Regions from separate parts of the Cricetulus griseus genome. Here region 2 is linked to region 1. A link is a contact called in public Hi-C data. All regions are on one chromosome and are shown on one strand. The core of a region is the stretch at or near the end of the contact, and the rest is flanking DNA. Distances in the headings are between cores, read along the strand shown.

Evidence for each region. A called contact is a pair of places that touch in the nucleus more often than the background predicts.
Region 2: a Hi-C map of fibroblasts shows a contact between it and region 1, with 2.7 times the contacts expected there. The contact joins the promoter of Edaradd here to the enhancer-like site in region 1. A contact is called at or near these places in 3 of 8 Hi-C or Micro-C datasets (the CHL-YN cell line, the CHO-K1 cell line and fibroblasts).

Annotation. Positions count from the first base shown.
Region 1 is chr3:236,479,247-236,486,677 of CriGri-PICRH-1.0, reverse strand. No RefSeq gene overlaps it. Among named protein-coding and RNA genes, the nearest start is that of Lgals8, 10 kb to the right of the region's middle. Within about 2 kb of position 4,692, at least 1 of the 6 cell types and tissues checked has open chromatin away from gene starts, as enhancers often do. A contact at or near this core is called in fibroblasts, where this site is marked.
Region 2 is chr3:236,527,430-236,534,860 of CriGri-PICRH-1.0, reverse strand. It overlaps Edaradd (ectodysplasin-A receptor-associated adapter protein), which reads left to right and starts at 4,941. Exons shown (of 7, transcript XM_027409444.2): 1 at 4,941-5,461. The coding sequence starts at 5,444.

The sequences.
Region 1 (7,431 bases), core at 3,443-5,942:
CTCTGTCTCCTCAGGGAATAACAAGTGTATGCCACGATGTGCAGCATTTTTATATAGGTTATGGGGATCAAACTCAGGTCCTTGTGGTCAAACAAATAGCACTTTACCGGCTGAGCCATCCCTTAAGTCCTACTTTGTGTAGATTTCAGTGTGGTCATCAGCTCATGTCTTCTTAGCACCATCATCCATTATTTGAACACCCAGTGGTTTGCTGAAATGTGTTCCAGATGCTGGAGATGCTAAGATAAACAACACAGCCCTGCATTCCAGGAGCTGTAGACAGGCAGTCACTGAAGGTAAGGACTGATAGGACTGGGGAATGTGGGCAAAGGTGGTCCAGGGCAAAGATGGTCCAGGCACACTGTACGGGAGGAAGGATGAGCAGTTAGCCTTCCAGGAGAGTCTCCAGTGCACTGTGTCTGTATGTGAGGAGCTGTTTCACCATTACTGCCTGCCTCCTCTGACCCAGTCCGTCCTCTAAGGTATCTATGGGCTTGATATCTCTGGAGACTTATCAACACCTCAGACTCAACCAGATCTTTGATTCATCCTCATGGTTTTGTGTCCCACCAGAGTTCTCTGTGTCAACCATCCACCAGCAGCTCAGGGCATCCTTAAGACTCTCCTCCTCTTCCTGGTCTATTTCTCTTTGGGTTGTTTTTGAGACAGGGTTTCTCTATGTAATCCTAGCTGGTCTCTAAAGCAATCTTCTAACCCCTGCCATCTGAGCCAATGATCGTGTGTGTGTGTGTGTGTGTGTGTGTGTGTGTGTGTGTGTGTGTGCCCATGAGCACGCATACACAAGATTGCAATACACATGGCATGCTGTGTGGAGGCTAGAGGTCAATCTCCAGTTCTCCGGCATCATTCCTCTGGTGCCATCCACCAAGATTTGGTTTGTTTGGGGTTGGGGTTTTTTGTTTTGGTTTTTTGTTTGTTTGTTTGGTTGGTTGGTTTTTCAAGACAGGTTTCCCTGTGTAACAGCTTTGGCTGTCCTGGAACTCACTCTGTAGACTAGGCTGACTTCAAATTCACAGAGATTCACCTGCCTCTGCCTCCCAAGTGCTGGGATTAAAGGCTTTTGCCACCACCTCCTGAACTGGCTGGCTAGTAGGACACATACACACACACACACACACACACACACACACACACACACACACAGAGAGAGAGAGAGAGAGAGAGAGAGAGAGAGAGAGAGAGAGAGAGAGAGAGAGATTACTGTGTCTGCCTGGCAATCACTAGGATTAGGATGACTACATCTCGTCATGCAGTTTATCTAGCTACTCTATAATGGGAACTGCCCCTCCCTTTTTGGTTTTGTTTTTTTGAGACAGGGTTTCTCTGTATTGCTTTGGAGCCTGTCCTGGAACTCTCTCTGTAGATCAGGCTGGCCTCGAACTCACAGAGGAATGATGCTGGAGAACTGGAGATTGACCTCTAGCCTCCACATACATGTATACTGCATACCATAATCCATCCCGTGTGCTGGGATTAAAGGTGTGCACCACCACCACCCGGCTGCCCCCCGTCTCTTTAGACCAGTGGTTCTCAACCTTCCTAATGCTATGACCCTTTAGTACAGTTCCTCATGTTGTAGTGACCCGCCCCCACCATAAAATTATTTCATTGTTGCTTCATAACTGTAATTTTGCTACTGTTATGAGTCATAATGTAAATATCTGATATGGGAACCCAAAGAGGTCCCAGACCCACAGGCTGAGAACCACTTCTTAGACTCACTGCCCTCTGCAGCTCATCTTTCATGTGTCTGCTAGAGTGACCCAGTATCAAAAACAAACAAGTTGTTACCTGCTTGAATTCATTGCTCTCCTCATTCTGTCATCACATCCAAACAAAATCATCCCTGTCAGTTTAAATGAGGAAGACTCTTTATGACTCTATCCAGGGACCTAACATATGTCTGTTTTGAAACTATCCCAGCTTGACTTTAAGCCATTAGCAATTATCACGGTTGCCTAATTACAGTTCAAAAACTCAATGTAAGGTGCAATTTCAAAACAGAAAAGTTTTAAGAAAAAAAAAATGCAGTCTAAGTAAAACATGCCCTTGGTACCTCGCAGCAAAAGTCTGTTCAAGTCCATGTCAGATTCACTTTTAGTCTTCCTGAAAACAGACAGTTCTTTTACACAGCACTTGACAGAAACACATAATGGACATTGTTTTGTCTGTTTCTGGCAAAGCTTCCTGAACTGGGAACAAGCAGGGTAACCAAGGAGATGATGAATTAATACTTAAATGTTAGGTTGGGAAGATTTCAGAGATGGGGCCAGATTCCTTCAAGCTTCATTCAAGCAATTGTTGACACCAAAGAGCCAGCTCCTTGTTGATCTCCGAGGAACTAGACCAAGAAGGTGCCCCCCCAAGACTGCCCCCAAAGGCCTGTGATCTCTCAGGCCTTGTAACCTCTCCCCACAAGTATCAGATTGTTTACTGGAGTCAGAGGTCCTCCTCGTCCCCCATTACAATGAGTAAAGAGAAACTGAGCAAAGTGGCTCAGTGGGTGAAGGAATTTACTGTTAAGCCTGACAGAGTTCAATCCCCAGGACCCACATGGTGGGAAGAGAGAACCAACTCCCACAAGTTCTCTGACCTCCACATGTGTACTCCGGCATACACAAGTAAAATCGGTAAGTAAAGGTCATTTAAAAATACTAACTCTATAGTGAATGTTTTAAAATGTCAGTAACTTCATAAAGGGAGGCACAAAGCTGTGCCTCCATGTATCTGATTGGTGTGTGTGCGCGCACAGGCAGGTGCACAGGGTAAAGATATAACCCTCAAGGACCCCCTCCCCCAGCAACCCACTTCCTCTAGAAAGGCCCTATCCCCTGAAGGCTCCACAATCTCCCTCAAATAGTGCCACCAGCTTAAGACCTAAAGTCCTAATCCTGTAGGGGACGTGTCATATTCAAACCATAGCAAATGTACAATATTTACCTCTGATCTTTGTGTTTGTTTGTTTGTTTGTTTGTTTCAAGACAGGGTTTCTCTGTATTGTTTTGGAAACTGACCTGGAACTGACTCTGTAGACCAGGCTGGCCTGGAACTTACAGAGATCCAACTGCCTCTGCCTCCCAAATTAAAGGTGTGCTCCACCAATGCCCAGCCTCACCTCTGATTTCTTTTTTCTTTTTTTTCTTTTTTCTTTTGGTTTTTTGAGACAGGGTTTCTCTGTGTAGCTTTGGAGCCTATCCGGGCTGGCACTCGCTCTGGAGACCAGGCTGGTCTCAAACTCACCTCTGATCCTAACTAAACAAATGTGCCTCCACTTCAAGCCTCCTGCCCTTCCCCTGGCCAGGAGACACACATATCTGAAGACTGAGCGAGGAGAAAGTCCATTTTAAAGCTGCATGACTTCCCTGCAGGGGGTGGGAAGCTAGGCTGGCCGGCCAGTGAGCATCGGGACCGACCAGCTGTCTCCCACCTCCCAGATGCTGGGATTGCAGGTGTATACCATTGTGCTTGGCTTTTGTGTGCACTGCAGGTCCTCATGCTTGTGTGACAAGCATTTTACTGAATGAGCCATCTCCCCAGCCTGTGAATGAGGCCAGCTCTAGATGCTGGAGCCCTGTGCAGTATTTCCCTCTCTCAAACCTTTGAGGTTCGTCCATGCCAGAAGGACTCACAAGAGATGAGCCCAGATCCCCCAGTGGATGCTGTCATGCACATGTGATCTAGAGTCATTCAGCCATTATGAAGAACTGCTAAGATTACCACATATACCAACTGCCTGAAGTGCTAAAGGTCAACTCGGACTTGAACTTTAACCCCAAATCCTATTCCAACAAATGGCGCTGTTTCCAGAAACAACACAGCCTCTTCCACCTTCAGTCAGGGCCTCTACTCCCCAGAAGGTTCAGTGAGTGGTAGGGGCAGCTCTGGGGGCTAGCCTATGGCAGGCAGAGTTTGATGAGACAAGTGTGTGGATGTGACTTCTGATTCTGGTTAGTGGTTATGTCTGCACACACCTCTTCCCCAAGTGTCTAGAAAAGTAGGTGTGTTAATAAAGCTGGCTTGGGTTTTCAATAAAAGATAAGGAGGAATATGAACAGAGAGGATCTTGGCTCAATGCCAAGCTCCAGGCTGGAGAGATGGCTCAGTGATTAGGCACACTTGCTGCACCCATGAGTAGGGAAGAGACTGGGGAATCACTGGGGCTTGCTGAATTTCAGCCCAGCTGAAAAACACAAGCCCTGGGTTCAAAGGAAGGCCCTGCCTCAAAGGAACAGGCGAAGAACAGTAAAGGAAATGTGTCGCTGTGATGAAAACACTGACTCAAACCAACGTGGGGGAAGACAGGATTACTTGGCTTGTGGTTTAGAACCTATCAGAGACCCAAGATAGGGGCTCAAGGCAGGAACTGAAGCAGAGGCCACAGAAGAGCATTGCTTACTGACTTGCTACCCAGGGCTTGTGCAGCCTGCTTTCTTACAGAACCCAGGACCACCAGCCTAGGAAAGGCTGGACCCTCCCACATCAACCATTAGTCATGAGAATGCCCTGTAGGCATGCCAATAGGCCAATGTAATGGAAGCAATTCCTCAGTTGTCCCTCTTCCCCATGACTCTAGCTTATGTCAAGTTAACAACACAACAACAAAAAGCCAACACCCAATGATTCCTTCTGGCCTCTGAATAAACACATGTACACACACATGTGCATGTGTGCATACACACATACAGAGAGATAATGAATAGGGCAGATGACTCACCAGTTACAAGCCCTTTCTGAATAAGCATGGCAATCTGAATTTAAATGATGAAACTCGAGTAAAGGTCAGAAGAGAGAAATGAGTCCACAAAGCTGTCCTCTGACCTCTCCATGTGCACCACAGCAGGTGTGCATACACACGCCACACACATCATACACACACATACACACACATACTTACATATATACACAATACATACACATCATACACATACATCATTCACACACACATCATACACATACATACCACACAAACATCATACACATACATCATACACACACATCATACGCACACATCATACACATACATCATACACACATCATACACACACATATCATACACATACACACCACACACATATACATACACATCATACACATACACACCATACACACACACACCACACACAAGCACACACATCATACACACACCATACACACAAACACACATCATAACACACACACCATACACACACACATCATTTACACACATACACACCATACACACAGACTCTCTAAAAACACTGACCCTTGAGCTAAAGTATCTGAGTGAGTTTTATTCTTTCCAAGATTCATTCTTTTGTTTTTTGCTTTTGCTTTGTTTGTTTGTTTGTTTTTTGTTTGTTTTCCAGTTAGTTGGCAGGCAGTCAGGCAGAGGCTGGCTGCCCCGAGTTGGAAATAATAAGTGGCTGGGGACATGGCGGGGTGGGGTGGGGATTTGAGGGAGCAAATATTTAGCGCCAATGAAATTAAAAGTCAATAAACAACTGGACATTTTCATTCATTTATTCATCCATCCACTTATTTATTTATTCACTTGTTTACATTATTGAGTATACAGTGAAAGAGGGCATATGGATCAAGAGGAAGGGATGTGGCGTAAACCACCGCTTGGTGACCACTGCCATTTGACAAAGTTCCAACATTTCAACATTGCAGACAGACCACACTTGTCCAGCACCTTTTGAACTTTCATTTCTAAAGGTTCTTGATATCATCAATGCTTTTCCCTTTGGGAAATTTCGTGTGGGCTTTAGTAGAGGACAAAAACCTGTATAGCGGTATCCTAGGCTCTCTAAACAAAATAATTCTTTGTGGGAAAAACAAAATCCTCAACACCGGGGGACCAGGAATTTCACTGTGCCCTCCTAATGAAAACCAAGAACAGTAATGTTAGAGATTTACTAGACACACCTGATGGCAAGGATGAAATGCCTACAATTCAGATGCAGAGGAACCCGAGGGAGCCTGAGCCCATTAACGGCAAGAATTCGGTTAATTAATAAATACAGAGAAATCAGAATGGTATGCTCTCCTTGTAGAAGACTGAGATGTCAGAACCTTGCCTTTTGGGTGAGTTAGTAGGGGAAAAACTGCAGTGTCATTAAGCACCTGTTCCCCTCCAAGATTCATTCTTAGCAGGTGTATTAACTTACAGCTGTAATCCCAGTTCTCAGGAGGCTGAGGTACTTAGTGAGTTTCAGGTTAGCCTTGGCTACAGAATGAGACCCTGTGTCAAAGAAACAAAAATAAAACAATCATTTCCCTAGAAACCCCAACTCAAGAGTCCTACAGAGCCATGTCCAACAGTTAGACCCCCGTCTGACCTGGGCCACCAGCAGCTTTCTATAACCCTAGCCACAGCTTTCTGCTGCACTGTGTTCTACAGATTAAGAAAGGGAAGATACACAGATCACATGGTGTCTTAGTTAGGGTTTCCACTGCTGTGAAGAGACACCATGACCATGGCAGCCCATAACGAAGACATTCAACTGGGGTGGCTCACTTACAGTTCAGAGGTTCAGTCTATTGTCATAAGATGGGGAGCATGGCAGCATGCAGGCAGACATGGTGCTGGAGTAGTAGCTGAGAGTCCTACATCTTGCAAGCAACAGGAAGTCAACTGAGATGCTGGGCAGTGTTCTGAGCATAGGAAACCTCAAAGTCAGCCCCTACAGTGACACACTTCTTCCAACAAGGCCATACCCACTCCAACAAAGCCATATCTCCTAATAGTGCCACTCCCTATGAGATTATAGGGGCCAATCACATTCAAACCACCACACCTAGTAATAGCCTCTCAGGTCTCACTCCCAGCATCTTTCCTGCTGCTATCATAGCCTGGACAATTTATTTTTAAATTTTTATTTATCTTTTATTTGTGTATGTATGTATATGTATGAGGGCTTGTGTGAGTTTATGTACTTCATGTGAGGTCAGGATCCTGTGAAACAGAAGAGGGTGTCCAATCTCCTGGAGTTACAGACAGTTGTGTGCTGCCATGTAGGTACTGGGAATTAAAGCCAGGTCTTCCTAGAAGAGCAGTCAGTGCTCTTAACTACTGAGTCATCTGTCCAGTCATTTATTTATTTGTTATCTATTTATTTAGTGTGTATGGCATGTATACTCCTGGCAGTCAGAAATAGGCAACTTGCAGGAGTAGGTTCTCTCCCTCTACCACATGGGTCCCAGGAATTGAAATCAGGTCACCAGGCTTGGCAGCAAGTGCCTTTACCCACTTAGTCATCTGCTGGGATTTAAGTAAATCTCAAATGTAGCCCTTCCTCTCCTCTCTCTTGATCCACCAGGGTGTACTGCCTTGACACAGACCCAAAACCATGGGGCCAACTTGCTGTGCCCCTAAACCTCCAAATCAGTGAGCTCAAATAAACCTTAGCTCTTTCCCAGTTAATTGTC
Region 2 (7,431 bases), core at 3,692-6,191, 48 kb before region 1:
GAGGATAATGGGAAGTGCAAGTGAGCAAAGCATAATGACAGATATGTATGTAAATGTCATATTTACACAAATTATTTTGTATGCTAAGAAAAGTAAGAAGCCAGATAGTAGCAATGCACACCTTTAACCTCAGCATTTGGGAGGTAGAGGCAGTGGATCTTGGAGTTGGAGGCCTGCTTGGTATACAGAATGAGTTCCAGGACAGCCAGATCTACACAGAGAAATCCTGTCTTGGAAAAAAAAAAAAAATCATAGTGCTTTTCGCACTCAGAAATCAAACCAGCAAAACAGATATTTTAAATGTTTTTAGTCCCTCGGTTAACATTTTGGAATATAATTTTTTTACACATTACTTTATGAATACATGCAGATCTACTAGGCAACTGATGAGTACTCAGCTACGACTGCTTCCAGAAGCATCAGGACCCTGAGGGTTTTCAAATGCATTCCCACCACATACCAGCTCCTTTCCCACCACTGTGTCAGAACTCTTTGAAGAATAGCCTCAGAGAGCACAGGTTCATATTGGCTCCTGGCTTTACCAGGTAAACTCCATCAGGATGGGGAAGGCATAGTGGCTGGGGTGGCTCTATCCATGAGAGGAGGAGCTTCTGTCATGGCTGTTCAAAGGCACGTGGGTCAGGAGGCAGGGAGCCAGACTGGAAGTAGGTTGGATTGTAAACCTCAAAGACCTGCCAGCCAAACACCATGTCCCAAAGGTTCCTCAGCCTCCCCCAATAGCACCACTGACTGGGGATCAAGTAATCAAAACATGAGTCTGTGAGTGACATTTCACATTCAAACAGCCCCATGTGGGTAAGATAGAAATTTGCTTTAAGAACTATGGTATCAGTAGATGTTCGAAGCAGAAACAGGAATCCATAGCTAAACACTGAGCCATACCCCTGGAATCCAGTTGTGGAGAGGGAGGAGAGATGAGCAAAGAAGCCAAGACAGTGCTGCAGATAACCGTAGAAACAGTTGACCTGACCTAGCGAGAACATGGAGACCTTAGTCATAAAGCTGTGGAAACAGCATTGGGCCAAACCAAGCCCTCTGAATGTGGGTGGCCAGCTAGGAGGCCAATAGAGTCTATGGGACCTCTAACAGTGGAGCCAATCTTTAACCCTAGAACACAAATGGACTTTGGGAGCCCATTCCCTATGGAGGGATATTATTGCAGCCCAGATACAGCAAGGAGAGCCTAGGCCCTCCCCCAAATAATATGACAGACTTTGAAGGTCCCTGGTGGAGGGCCTCACTATCCCTGGGAAGGAGTTGTGGGATGGGTTGGGGGGGGTGGGGAACATGGGAGGATGGGAGGGCGAGGGAATGGGGGGGGATGGATAGGTAAATATGAGTAGTAATTAAAGAATATAAATAAAAATCATTAAAAAAAGAACTATGGTATCTTGACAGTCTGGGGATAGTATAGCTCAATGGGTAAGAGCATTTGTTGAATAAGTAAAAGAGCCAGAGATCCTAGCACCCCTATATAAAAAAGTCAGGCATGGCCACATATGGCTATGTACTGACCCGGAACCTCAGGATGGTGTTGAGTGGAGACAGGGGGACCACTGAAGCTTGCTAGTTGCCTGCCTGGCTCTAGGTTCAGTGTGATGCTGTCTCAAAGATCTGAAGCAGAACCCTCTAGCCTCTGCATGCACCCTGTGCACACACACACACTTATACACAGACGCAGATACCACACACACACTTTTTAAAAATTACAGTGGACTGCAAAGATTAGTTCCCCGCCTACCTTCTCTTCCCTGTTCCCCGTACGCACAGCTGCCAAACTAATCTTTCCAAAACACCAATTTTCTTCTGCCACTCCAAAATCCAGCTTCCCGACTTCCTGTTGTGTAAAAACTCGTCCTACATGCTTCTGCCTGGTGCACAGATCCTCCAAAATGCTCCACTCTTCCACCACTAGCTGCATATCCTGGACTAATTATCCAACAAAGCCATTCCCAATTCCCCATAGATGCTTATTTGACAGTGGTGAGAACTGATTCTCAAATCTTGCATATGCCAGGCAAGTACTTGACCACAAAGGACCATCCAGTTCTTGGGTTTGTTTTGTTTTGTTGTTGGTTTTTTAAATCTCTCTCTCTCTCTCTCTCTCTCTCTATATATATAATATATATATATATATATATAATATATAATATTTGTGTTTGTGTGTGTGTGTGTGTGTGTGTGTGAGAGAGAGAGAGAGAGAGAGAGAGTGTGTGTGAGTTCGTGCATCTGTGGAGACCAGAGATGTTGGCTTCTCATGGAGCTGGAACTACAAGCAATTGTGAGCTACCTGGCACAGGTACTGTGATGGGGGATGTCCTTCTGTATATATGTTTCTCTTATTGGTTGATGAATAAAACACTGATTGGCCAGTAGCCAGGCAGAAAGCATAGACAGGGCTACCAGACCAGGAGAAGGCTACGGAGAGGAAAGCAGAAAGGAGCCACCAGGGAACACTATGTAGAGGCAGAAGGAGTAACATGCCGGGGCATTACCGGGTAAGCCAAGAGCACATGGAAATACTTAGATTAATAGAAATGGGTTAATAATTAAGACAGAACTAGCCAGTAAGAAGCCCTAGCCATAGGCCAAACAGTTTATAAATTAATGTAAGTCTTTGTGTGTTTATTTGGGGCTAATCAGCTGCTGGACCAGGCAGAACAGAAACTTTCACCAACAGTGCTGGGAACCAAACTTAGGTTCTTTGAAAGAGCAATACATGTTGTTAAACCATGAGCCATCTCTTTAGCCTCAGAGCTTGGAATTTTGCTTGGTGTATGGAATCAAATTTAAGAAAATATTTGCAGGTCCTGGTGGTATAGGACTGTCATCCCAGAACCTCTGACACAGAAGAATGGCAAGTTCAGGACTGCTGCCTGGGCTAAAGTATTAGTTCAAGCCCAGCCTGGGCAACTCATCAGGATTCTATCTCAAAATAAAAACTAAAATGAAGGCCTAGGTTCAACCCCTTTCAAAATCATCAATGAATAGATGCTATCATCTATCCCCATCTATCTTGCCTTGTAAAAACAAAACATATTGAGACATTAATTGGAAAAGGACAATAAAAGCTTAAGTCTGCTATGAGATTGTGTCTCCTAGAAATGACAAAGAAGCTACACCCATGATACCCCAACAATATGGCTGCTTAATCAAGACCTGAACAGCGACAACACCAACAGACCTGCAAAAGTAGAAGGGGGAAATCTCACAGGGCCCCACCCCTAGATAAAGAATTGAAAGTAACTAAAAAAATGCTGACATTGGGAGAAATAGTCTTCCCCAGGGATGAGCCCACTAATTGGTTATCCAGTACCAACTGGTCATCAATGAAATCACATACATTCGAGAAACATTAAAAGGACCCAGAAGGTCATACATAAATATATACATACGTGTGTGTGTGTGTGTGTGTGAGAGAGAGAGAGAGAGAGAGAGAGACAGAGAGAGAGAGAGAGAGAGAGAATAATTGGAGGCATGAATTGGGAAGGGAGCAAAGAGGGGCATGGGAAGGGGGGAGATTGCAGGCAGGAGAAGGAAGGGAAGATGATATACTTATACTTAATTTTTAAAAACTAAAAGCTGGGGGTTGGTGGCGCACGCCTTTAATCCCAGCACTTGGGAGGCAGAGGCAGGTGGATCTCTGTGAGTTTGAGGCCAGCCTGGTCTCCAGACCAAGTGCCAGGATAGGCTCCAAAGCTACACAAAGAAACCCTGTCTTGAAAAACAAAACAGAACAATAAAAAAAACTAAAGTAAACAAAAGCTCTTCTCAGTAGCCTAAATTGTCTGGAAAATGTGTCCTGCATGACAGCCACCTACTTGTGGGACAACCACTGGTTTACTCCTTATTCTCCTGTTCTTCCTTTCTCTCGTTCTTCCTTCACCTTCTCTCTCTCTCTCTTTCCTTCCTTTTTCTTGCAATGCTGGTATCAAACCAACACACCACAGCATACTAAGCATATGTCCTACCACTGAGTCACACCCACTGTCCCTAGATATTTTCTTGTTTGTGATTTTGGTAAATGTTTACAATCCCACAAACCACCTCCGAGTAAGTTCCTTGCTATGGTCCTGTTCAAGGGCCGATGTAGATTATTAAGATACCTTTCAGAGATTCCTGTTAAATTTAAATTGTCTGTAACCTTTGTATAAGGCAGATACAGCTAGTGAAAATACTGCCACTAGGCTGGGCGTTGGTGGCACTCGCCTTTAATCCCAGCACTCGGGAGGCAGAGGCAGGCTGATCTCTGTGAGTTCGAGGCCAGCCTGGTCTCCAGAGTGAGCGCCAGGACAGGCTCCTAAGCTACACAGAGAAACCCTGTGTTGAAAAAGAAAAAAGAAAAGAAAAGAAAAGAAAATACGGCCACTAAAGCTGGAGAGGTGGCTTAGCATTGAGTGCTTATTGGTCTTGCAGAGGACCCAAATTCAGTTCCTAGCAACCCCAACTCCGGGAAAATCCAAAGCCCTCTCTGGACTCTGTAGGCACTGCTTTCACGTGTAAATACCCCCCCCCCATGTGGTTTAAAAATAACTTTAAGTTTTAAATTAAAGTAAGATATAGAAATATAGCCATTTTAAAGGATCACATTCTCTGCTCACTTAGCATAAAATCCCACTTAAACTAAATCTCAATTCGTTCAAGGGCCAGTGGATTCTGCATTTTTGACAGAACTCTACACTGTGGGGTTTTTGTTTTGTTTTTGTTTGTTTGTTTGTTTTTCCTCCAGAGGAGTGAGCAAGAGACCTGGCGACTGGCTTTTCTTCCCGATCCTTTGTGTAGCGCTCACCCAGGAGGTCAGGCAGTAACTAATGCCAAAGAAACATCAAAATAGAAAGTGCTAGCGTGTGCGGTCATGCAGCCGTTCAGGCTGCCTGAAGATTAGGAAACTGTTCAAACATCAGATCGCCGGCAGGCGTCCCAGCCCGGGCCTGTGCAAGAAGCTCGCTGGGAGCGCTTTGGTGTCCTAGCTGAGAGCGAGATTAGAAACCAGGAAAGCCACTCGCGCGTGTGGCAGCGGGTGCAAGGTTGGCCGAAAGGCCCTTCCAGCTGCGATCCCGTGTGCCCCGATCGTGGGACCTGCGCACTAGGCCCCAGGAACCGACAGGAAACGTGCTCCGGGCCCCCCCGAGTCTTCTCGTGCTTAACCGCAACCACGGGATCCTCTCCAGACTTCTGGAGAGACGCTTGCGCCGAGAAGGGGCTTTGCTAATTGCAGGAAGTGAGCACGAGGAAGAAGTGGCAGAGATCAAGAGGAGGGAAGGGAGGAGAAGGAGCAGCAGCAGGGCAGCGCACAGAGCCTTAGAATCGCGCGTTGCCACAGCAGGAGATTGGGTCCCGGCGATCCTGCTGTTCTCTGGGGTCCCAGAGGCTGCCCAGCCCCGCTCGGACACTCGTCTCTCGGTCTTCATGGCTTCTCCGGATGACCCTCTGCGCTCAGGTAAAGTGGCACCGTGCCGCGCCCGTACTTGGAGCGTGACCACCAACTGGGTTCCTAAGACTGAACCTCTGTCACCCCTGAGAGCGCTTCAGGACACGAGTACCTGCGCCAGATGTGTGTCAGGCTGGATGGGGACAGTGGTGGCACACTGTTCTACCTCTCCCAATCCCACCCTTGTGCTTCCCCCTCTGTGACCAGCAGCTGACCTGCTTGCCTCCTGCACACTGTAAGGTGTGCGCGGTCCCTCTCCCCACGCGGAGGCCCAGGCGAGCGCTTTTGTTCTGGGCCACGCGGGTGCCAGGTTGAAACAAGTCAGTCAACCTTTGGCAGAAAAGAACATAGGGAGAGTCTGCGCCCCCTCCCAGGCTCTCCCTTGCTCCCCGCTCACACGCTTTCTTGATTCCCCTTTTCCTTCCTGGCTCCACTTTGCTGAGATGGTTTTCCTTCTGTTTAAGTCTTACCTCTCCCAGCCGCTCTATGAACTATTATAGTATCCACAGAGCCACGAGGCTGTGGCAGTCCCCCACCTGTGCAGGAGGCCTCTAGTCCCGTTAGCACATAAAAAACGTTGTGCCTGAGGCCAGCATCTAGATTTTTCTATCGCGTCTCCCTGCATGCGTTTAAGTAAAAATTCTCTTTAAACTTCATCTTCCAGGGATCCCCTCTGTCCTCCTGCAACTTAGCTAAAAATTTCATCGTTCATTAGTGTTTGTGAGACACGCACGATGAATGGGTGGTGTGCCCCTCAGAGTACACTGGGTGTCTTTGGTTTTGTTAAGGTTGGAAGTTCTGGTGAGAGCCACCCAGAGCCACCCAGAACCAGACCGGTTGGGACTGCTGGGTTAGATGTGACCGCTTGTGTTTCGTATTTCATTTCTTGAGCTGGAGTGGGGACAGAGTTCAGCTGTTCAGCCCCAATTAGTGGCTTGACCTGACGGAGGTGACACCATGTGTCTGGCAGTGGCCAGAAGATTAAGCCCAATGGCCATGTTGGTATCTTGAAGGACTGATTAGGGGAGGGGGCTGTTTACTGGTGACATTGAAAAAAGAACTAAATTATTCAAGTGTGGCATGGTCAACAGGCTATCAATTGGAATGAATTGGCCATCCCTCCCATTGTTTGCAAGAACAGAATGGGAAATGAAGGGAACAATTCTCTTATCCTGGTCCTAGTCCTAACACTACCCCTCCTGTGCTGAGAACCTTATTGATAAGGTGCCCAGGGGTGTTTGGGACTAATTTTAGTTATAATGGTTCCAGGCTCATTAAATGATACTGGTGAGGGGAATTTAAAAGATGGAGAGAGGGAACTCACTAGATGAGGATATGGGTAACATTTGCCTGAGCTGTACCCCAACATCACTGGCACCAGAGAAAGTGGGGGGTGGAAACCAGTTCAGCAGTGACATCAGTGTAAAAAAGCCTCAGGGAGGGCTGATGAAACAATAGTTCAGTTAGTAAAGATCCTGCCAAGCAAGCAAGCAAGCATGAGGACTTGTGTTCTGATCCCAGCACCCACATTAAAAGTCAGCCATGGTGTCGCCCATCTGTAACCCCAGTGCTGGGAGGTTTGTTTAAGACAAACAGACAGATTCCTGGAGCTCACTGGCCAGCCAGCCAAGGCAAATCGATGTGTTCCAGGTTCAGTGTGAGATCCTGTCTCAAAGAAAATGTGGGGAGAGGTTAGATAAATGGTTGTGTGGGTAAAGGGAGCTTTGCTGTTCTAGTGTGAGAACATGGAGTTTAAATTCTTAGTATCCACACCAAAACCTAGCCATAACACCCACACCTGTAACCCTAGGGCTGTGAAGAGTGGGCTAGAGACAGGAAGATCCCTGGGGCTTGTTGGCCACCAGTTTAGCTCCAGATTCAGTGAGAAACCCTGTCTCAGGTGGGTAGAGAATGGTAGAACAAGATGCCTGCCATCCTCCTCTGGCCTACATGCATACACAGGTACATACCTGCATACA